2 separate regions of the Mus musculus genome follow, and region 1 is linked to region 2. A link is a contact called in public Hi-C data. All regions are on one chromosome and are shown on one strand. The core of a region is the stretch at or near the end of the contact, and the rest is flanking DNA. Distances in the headings are between cores, read along the strand shown. Region 1 holds the start of Mdm2 (transformed mouse 3T3 cell double minute 2). Region 2 overlaps Rab3ip (RAB3A interacting protein).

Evidence for each region. A called contact is a pair of places that touch in the nucleus more often than the background predicts.
Region 1: a Hi-C map of CD4 T cells shows a contact between it and region 2, with 4 times the contacts expected there. The contact joins the promoter of Mdm2 here to the enhancer-like site in region 2. A contact is called at or near these places in 1 of 39 promoter capture datasets (the 3T3-L1 cell line), 1 of 484 Hi-C or Micro-C datasets (CD4 T cells) and 2 of 115 datasets of contacts at active chromatin or transcription factors (memory CD8 T cells and pancreatic cancer cells).

The regions. Positions count from the first base shown.
Region 1 is chr10:117,708,948-117,713,262 of GRCm38.p6, reverse strand. It overlaps Mdm2 (transformed mouse 3T3 cell double minute 2), which reads left to right and starts at 2,505. Exons shown (of 12, transcript NM_010786.4): 1 at 2,505-2,711; 2 at 3,235-3,317; 3 at 3,479-3,563. The coding sequence starts at 3,483.
Region 2 is chr10:116,917,830-116,921,969 of GRCm38.p6, reverse strand. Rab3ip (RAB3A interacting protein) reads left to right here. Exons shown (of 11, transcript NM_001359645.1): 5 at 2,319-2,396; 6 at 3,005-3,208. The region is part of intron 3 of Gm51782 (a long non-coding RNA gene); the gene reads right to left. Among named protein-coding and RNA genes, the nearest start is that of Gm51782, 5.7 kb to the right of the region's middle. Within about 2 kb of position 2,424, at least 53 of the 459 cell types and tissues checked have an H3K27ac peak or open chromatin away from gene starts, as enhancers often do.

The DNA.
Region 1 (4,315 bases), core at 1,256-3,755, 790 kb before region 2:
GGCTGGTCTGTGTTTTACTTAGCCTTGGTCTCTTCTTCTCACCTCAGTCTCTCATTGCGCTGTTACAGGCATGTGACATCACACCCAGTTTGTGGCTTTCACTCATCCAGTGTTAAGTATAGAGTCCGACAATCAGAAATCTAGCTGTATTTGGTTTGATAAAGGCATGATTTAAAAGCCACACGGAAGTCGGGTGGTGGTGCCGCACGCCTTTAATCCCAGCATTTGGGAGGCAGAGGCAGGCAGATTTCTGAGTTCGACCAGCTTGGAAAAAAAAAAAAAAGCCACACGGAGTTCCTGAGGCTAATAATGTAATAATGCTGGGGAGTTATTTTCATCAGGATCTCGTTATCTTGGCTGGCCTCAATCTCACTGTAGCTAAGGATGACTTTGAACTTGTTTTTTTTTTTTTTTTTTTTTTTTTTGGTTTTTTCGAGACAGGGTTTCTCTGTATAGCCCTGGCTGTCCTGGAACTCACTCTGTAGACCAGGCTGGCCTCGAACTCAGAAATCCACCTGCCTCTGCCTCCCGAGTGCTGGGATTAAAGGCGTGCGGCATCACGCCCGGTTTTGAACTTCTGACCCTCCTGTCTTCACCTCCAAAGTGCTGGGATTACACAAGTGCAGCATCATTCCCACAGGTGCTGGGGAGGGAACCCAGGGCTTTAAGCTAAGAGTGCATGCCTGCTTGCCTTTTGCCCTGTCCTCCCATCCCCCCATCCTGCTCATGCCCCAATCCCATGAAACTGCACACAAGCCCAATTGGGCTACTTCATCTCCCAAGGCTTGGGTTCTGTGAGACAGGTTCTCTGTGTGCAGCCCTGGCTGATCTGCAGCTCACTGTGTGGACTCGTGGACACACTATCTTGAACTCACTTGTCTCTTCGTCTCTACTGCAGGGGTCAAAGGTCTATGCCACCATGCCTGGCTGAAGGTTATTAAATTTAAAATGAATATTCACTCCATTCCTAAGGGGAGAAAGGTTTCTGAAAAGTCCTTAATCACGAACTGTTGGGGAAATGAAGGCTGTCAGTAAGAAGTGGCAAGCCCCAAAGAACGAAATTACCTTTCTCCTTTAGGTAGGTTATCAATGTTACTCAAATTAGCTTTAAATTGCTCAACTCAAGCTATCCTCCTGCCTCAGCTTCCTGATTATCTTTGACTGTGCAAATGTGCCACCACCCCTGGTTTTAAGTCCTTTAAGATCTGGGGCTTTTGCTTTGGGGACCGAGGACTGAACAATGCAGGACCTTCTCGGTGCCACACACCCTCCGTTCTTAGATGTACCTTAAAAGGTGGACCCAGACGGCTGTTGCTCTGTACCTGGGATTACACGCACACCATTATATCTGGCCTTATCAATGCTTTTCTTTGACCTGCGTCCACACTGCCTAAAGCAGCGTCCAGGCCAAACTCCTATACCTTATAATGCTATCTTGGGCCCTCAAGATGACTAACAATTAGAAAGTTTGTAAACACTGGAGTGTATGTGTTGAAAAGGCCAGGCTGATTTCATGACAAGTTTCAAACTGGCAGTTAAGGGGACTAGGCCTAAATCTCTGTTTCCAAGAACTGGGCAATTCCGGGCAAGTCCGGGCCTCAGAAGCTGCCCCGCCTGAGGCAAGGACAATGGGTCAGCAGCAGTTTCCAGACTTTCTCAGCCAAAAGTTTCCAGCCCTCTCACCCCGGGAATGGAATGTCCCTAAAGATGGACCCAATAGATTAACATAGAGGTCACCTATCCCAGAATTCGCTAATATGCTTTATGTCAGGTCTGCAAACTCACTTGGGTGTCTCTATCTTAGTAATGGGGAGAGGAGACACCAGAATGCTGACTTCTGCAGATTAAAACATTCTTTGCGTTTACATACTATGAGCCCAAGGTGTCATGGACCCTAACAGTCTTTGAATTTTTTTTTTTAATTTTAACTTTAATTATGTGTATGTCTGTGCACACAGGTGCGGTTGCTCATGGAGACCAGAAGAGTGTGTTGAGTACCCTGCAATGACAGAATTTGTGTGGCGTGAGTGACTGAAAACCTAAAAAGGAGCTGTATGCACTCTTGACCATGGAGCTATTCATTTTTTATTCATTATTATTTATTCACTTTCCACCCCGCTCTCCGTTCCCTTCTGGGACACCCCCTTCTCACAATTTCCTCCCCGTCCCACTCCACCCTCTCTCACCTTGCCTATTTTTAAAGTCTTAAAAAAAAATCACTCATTTGTATACAACTTCAGCTGCTGGCGGGATGGATTTAAAAATACTACCCAGCTGTTAGTCTTGCTTTTCTTTTGGTAGCAGCAGCAGTCGGATAGGAACTTGCCTAGCGACCATTGCGGTTTCGAGCGGTAAACACAACCGCGCGGCCCCTCCCCACCTCCTGCGCGCTCCGGCACCGGGCGGCCGCTAAGCCCCGCCCCCCGCCTCCTATTGGTCCAGGAGGCGGCGTCGGGCGTGCGCGCGCGCACGCCCCGATGCCCGGATGGCCCGTGGCTTCCGGCGTTCTCTCCGCGGACGGTAGGGGGCGCTCGTCACAGAACTCTGCTTTGTTAACGGGGCCTCCGGGGCCAGCGTAGCCTAGGAGCGGCCGGTGAGGAGCCGCCGCCTTCTCGTCGCTCGAGCTCTGGAGCGACCATGGTCGCTCAGGCCCCGGCCGCGGGGCCTCCGCGCTCCCCGTGAAGGGTCGGAAGATGCGCGGGAAGTAGCAGGTACCCGCTCCGTGGGCGGCGGAGAGTCCCGATCATTCCCTCTTTTCCGCGCCCTCCGGGGCCTACTCGTAACCCGGGCCGGCTCGTGGGGTCGCGGGGCACGAGGCTGGGCGACCGTTTGCCCGCGCTGGGCCCTGATGTCATTCTGCGGCCGGGGGTGTGCGTGTGGGTGGGAGTGGGGGGTGGGGTGGGAGATGGCGCGGTTAGCACGGCGCATGCGCGGGAGGGGACGGAGGGAGGGGGAGGAGGGAAGAGCGGGGGTCTCCCAGCAGGCCCCGCGCGCGGGGGGCCCGCTCCGGGGTCGCGCTGGGCTCGTTGCTGGGGTCCAGGAGGTGACAGGTGCCTGGTCCCGGACTCGCCGGGATGCGGCTTCCGGGACGGGTGGGACTGGGCTGGGCCGAGTTGACTCAGCTCTTCCTGTGGGGCTGGTCAAGTTGGGACACGTCCGGCGTCGGCTGTCGGAGGAGCTAAGTCCTGACATGTCTCCAGCTGGGGTTATTTAAACGCTGCCCCGTTTCCGCAGCCGTCTGCTGGGCGAGCGGGAGACCGACCGGACACCCCTGGGGGACCCTCTCGGATCACCGCGCTTCTCCTGCGGGCCTCCAGGTAAGGGACAGCTCGCCGACGTCGTTTTGCATTTGAGAGCTATTGCCGAAAGACGTTTTCTGTCTCCTTCGTAAATGCATGTATCTATTTGTCCCTTTTCGTAGATGTTTTATAATTTCAAGTTTTTATCGTGTGTGTTGTTGTTTTTTTTCTACTTGTAGGCCAATGTGCAATACCAACATGTCTGTGTCTACCGAGGGTGCTGCAAGCACCTCACAGATTCCAGCTTCGGAACAAGAGACTCTGGTTGGTATTTCTGCCTCGAGTGTGTAAATATAGCTTGTTTTACCAGGTAATCGAGGAAACAAAATTGAAACCTGGATTATCGCACAGTCGTTTTAAGTATTTACCTACAAACTCTTAACTTTCTCGATTGCAATTGCATTAGAGAGTGGTCACTGCGACCTATATTTCCACAGCCCTTCCCCTGACGCAGGCTTTAGAAGTGCACAGTGTGTGGGTGCTGCTGGTTGTGACATGATGTTCTATCACTGTTCTAAATGGTAAACCGAAAGTCATAGAAGCATCCGTGCTTTTTGTGAGGATTTTAGTTATGAGAGGAATGCATAAAATATATAAAGTTCCAGTCTTTGCTCTGTATCTCTTTAAGTTTTCTACTTTATATTAGCATATAAAGGTGTTCTACAGCTTGTCAGTAAGTTACAAAATTACTTTTAATAGCTGCATAGGATTTGATAATGCGATTGAACCTCAGCCTTTAGAATGTGTGTGTATGCAAGTACTGTACTACTGAGCTGAGCGACAGTCTCAGGCTCACGACTACTGGGGGATGTAAAAGTTGCCCATGTGTTTGAGTAAAGTAAGGGTGAGGAAGATAGGGAACTAGAATCCTACGTCCTGGTAACCACATTTGATTGCAGACTGCTCACTCTGCTCAGCAGAGGTCATGGCCGTCTTCGATCCTGCCAGCACGAATATTGCCAGCCCTCGTTTTCCCTTTCTGATGTAATTTCATACATATTTGTGGAGAATACATG
Region 2 (4,140 bases), core at 1,175-3,674:
CCTGATCCAAGTTCCATCCCTGGGGCCCGTGTGGGATACAGAGCTAACTTGTGCAAGTTCTCCTTTGATTTCTACATGCATGCCATGGCACACACAAAATAATAATATAAAAAAATTTAAAAAGAAAGATTGTGGATTGTAGTGTTTGCTTGAGTTTTATTAAAAGAAGAAAATCATTAAAAAGAGGATTTGGAAAAAAAAAACTGTAAGAGCCAGAAGCTGAGGAGGAGGACGGCATTTGCGTCCTTCATGGCGCCTGCCCAGCCTGCACACGACCAGGCCCACCATCAGTCAGGCGTGGACTGGGAGGGCTCAGGGACCATAGCTCGCCCTGATGAACTGCTGGCTCCCGGGTGGCCCGAGGAGGACAGGTCATCGTCTTTACCTGTGTACCACCTGTATACAGGCGAGAGCACCGAGTTCCAATAGGTAGTTCAAAACTTGGTCACAGAGAGGACTCGGGTGTCAGAGGTCAGACTAGAAGGGAACCCTGACAGGTGGGAGGAGAGAGGCCAGGCGTGGGGTGGAAATAGCCAGAGTGCGTTGCAGACACGTCTCAAATTGTCAAGAAATTTAATGAATGTTATATTTCTTAAAAGTTGATGTAGTTAGCTTTGGGGCGGGACAGAGTTTGTAACAGTTTCTGAAACGGTCCTAAACATACTTCTGCCATTTGTACTAGAAGACGTTGTCAGCATTGTAAAATGTTCTTGGCAAAGCTCAGTCTCGGTGGAGACAGCTTAGGACACCTGCTGTACACAGTGCTTATGGCGCCTGACCTTGGGGACAGTCAGAGAAAACAGCCCCACATCTAGAAACGCTGCCTTTTGGTGTTCTGTCGATCGGCAGACCCACGCCAGACGCTTTATGCTTCAGGCTAGCGCCCCCTTCTCTGGGGACATCAGCTGCTCCTGTGTATCATCAGGGTCCCTCTTGAAGCCGGAGAGGTCACCTCACTTCCCACCTCACCTTGGGGCTCATCCTGGCCTGGGTTCTGGTGTTCACCATTTCCTTAGCTCTTCCAGGCTTTCAAAGCTGGCTTAGAGGCGTCGGCTCTTCAGTTGTCTTAAGTCTGATCAGTCTTAAGACTGCGCAGCAGGTGACAAGGGCCCAGCCCCGCCCCGCCCTGTTCAGCAGGTACTTTGTCAGACATCAGTCTCTTCTGCATTCAGACTTAAACATCAGTTATCTTAGGAGAGATCCAAGCAGATAGCGTTCTTGTTTTGGAAACACCTGCCAAATAGCCTTCTTTGGACAGTTCCACCTTATCCCAGGAAAGTCCGTCCAGTCTGCAGCAACTGTTGTTTTCAGAAGGGCAGAGCTGAGCTCATTCTTCAGGGCTCTGCCGGGTGAGCAGTGCACGGTGACGGGAGTATTCCCGAGGTGCGTCCCATTCCATCCCAGCCATCGGTAGTGAGCATCGGGATACTTAATGTAGTCTGAGGTTCGTGCTCCCGACTCACACGAGCTGCTGCAGACCAACAGCTGTCACAGACCCGAGAGAGCTGTCAGACTGTGTGTTTAATAAGTATCTTTGAATCTCCTTTGGATATCTTACATTCCCAAATACTAAGTCTGAAGCCACATTTTGTTCCCAGTTTCTCTAATCTATACAGATTATTTCATACAAAAGCTTAATCTCTTAAAATATGAGATCATGTTATTCTCTTAAAGAAGAATTCATCTTTCACTTAGAGTGAAGTCTGGGTTATCACCCTGATTTCCATTGCTGTTGTTAGAGTGCACCCTGAGCTCTTTAGGAACCAAGCCTTTGCCTTGTTCCTCATTCGCTGTCAGAACCTGGAGCAGTATGTCATAAAGAGACGTCATTAATAACACTGTATGACTGAAAGGCAGGCCCGTGCCTGTAGTGTCATAACTGTGGCATTGGGAACTTAAGAGTAGAAGATTCCCTGCTCAGGCTACACTGTGCAGTCGTTTTCACCCGTGTCATTTTATCCATGTCTTAATGGAAACTGGAGCTCCTTGGGTGTCGTTTCTGCTGAGGTGTCCACCGTCTTGTCCCTGTCATGTATTGGCTTTGACCTGCAGCCGTCCTCCGACCCCTTTACTGGTTGTAGTCCTGACGTGGGTGTCCCTTGGATGGACTGGACCCCACCTCTGCTGCCACGGTGCTCAGCAGGTGCCGAGTGCCTGGCCTCAGCCCTACCTTCCCGTCCGTTTGATGGCAGCTGCTTCCCCCACTGTGGTTGTTGGGTTCTTAGTTAGTTTCAGGCCCTTTGCTGCCTCCTAGGCAGCTGCTGAAATGAGCGTTACAATGCTTTGCCTCCAGTTTTTGAGACTTTTGACTTTTTCAGGAAGCTCACAAGATGGTGAGGGAAGCGAACGTCAAGCAAGCCACTGCAGAGAAGCAGCTGAAGGAAGCCCAGGGGAAAGTGAGTCGGGGCCTTCGCAGTGGAGCGGGGAGACCGTGGGGAGAGCGGTCATGAGTGCCTAGCGCCCTTGGTGGCTGTCCTGACCCCTCGGAGAAGTGTGCTAATGTGGAAGCTGCAAATAGGCACTAACTATGTAACCTTGACTCGGGTGTGTAGTGTGTCACAGCCAGCTTGCTTATCACCATGGAAATCATGTAGAAGGATGTTGGAGTCATTTTTAAAAGTTAATATTTATTCTCTTAATTCACTAGGGGGGAAAAAGAGACCTAAGTAGATTTTATTATTTTAGGAGTGAACTAAAGGTAATCGTAAGCTGATACATTTTAATATTTTGAAAATTCATACTAATGTTAGTATCTTTGACCATTTAAAATTTACCTTTTGACATTATTGGTAGTTGAATCCAATCCATATGGAAACCCAAAAATCTTGGATTGCTTTCCCTTCATTACTTCATAGAAAAATAACAAATTAAACTTATTTTCTGTTCTTGAAATTCGCCAAGTTGCTAGCATTGGCCACATCTGTCACAGCGCATGCTGTGCGTGTGACGGCCACATCTGCCGTAGAGCATGCTGTGCGTGTGACGCTGCTGCTTTCTTTTCAAGATTGATGTACTTCAGGCTGAAGTGGCCGCTCTGAAGACACTCGTACTGTCCAGTTCTCCAACATCGCCTACGCAGGAGCCTCTGGCGGCTGCAAAGACCCCCTTTAAAAGGGGGCACACAAGGAACAAAAGTACAAGCAGCGCCATGGGTGGGAGCCACCAGGACTTGAGTGTGATCCAGCCAATCGTAAAAGACTGCAAAGAGGTAACTCCTGCAGAGAGGACTGTCCCCTCTGACCTGTCCCTCCTGTTGATCGCCATCACTGAGGTGGCCAGCAGACTTCTTTAGCACAGAATATCAGTGTTAGGATGGGGAGGCTGTTGCTAGGGCTGGCTGCTCTCAAGGACCCTCCCCATCCCACCCCCATCCCACTTGGCCTCAGAGCATCTGCAGCAGGAGTCTCTGCATTTCAAGTTTCCATCTAGGGAATAAAGTGGCATGCGTTGTGTAAAGGAAAGTGGGTGCCTAAGGGGGTCCCCCACTAGTCACGACGTTCTGTTAGTGCAGTGTTAAAGTACGAATAAGAAATGTGAAAATATGATGATTTTCCTAAAGATTACTAGTAGCTCTTTTTATTTGAAATCTGAGAGAAGCAAAATTTTCCATTGATAGAAAGTTCTAGAGTTGAGTCAGATAATTAAGAAAACAAACAGAACCCAGAAATAATTGAAGCCTTGCATTTTAGAAAGCACAAAGATAGCCTAGATGCTGTTTATCGAATTGTGTAAAGTAAGAGTTACGGCATTATTAAACACTGCTGGTTTTACCGTCATGTGTGGTGTAAAGTGTTTGTAGGGCATTGCCCAAGGCTTCCTGGAGCTTCAGGCACTGTGAGTTTTAAGCCAGTTCATACTGAAGCAAGCGGCTGTCTGCGCTTTTTACTTCTCATCCAGATCTGAATGCAGCAAAACCTAAAATTCATATTTGTTTTTGTTAAGTATCTAATATACTCCTTTAGTCACTGCTTTAATTCTGATTTCTCTAACTTTAAATAAGTGTGCTGTTTCTAAAAGGTTAGCTTCTATTGTCACTTTTGAGTTAGTAAGTGTAAAGCGTTTTCTCCCGTTGCTTGTAGGAAAGCTTTTTCAGGTGGTTTCTCAGTACTTCAGAAGCCTCTCTTGTGTTTTGAAATGTAT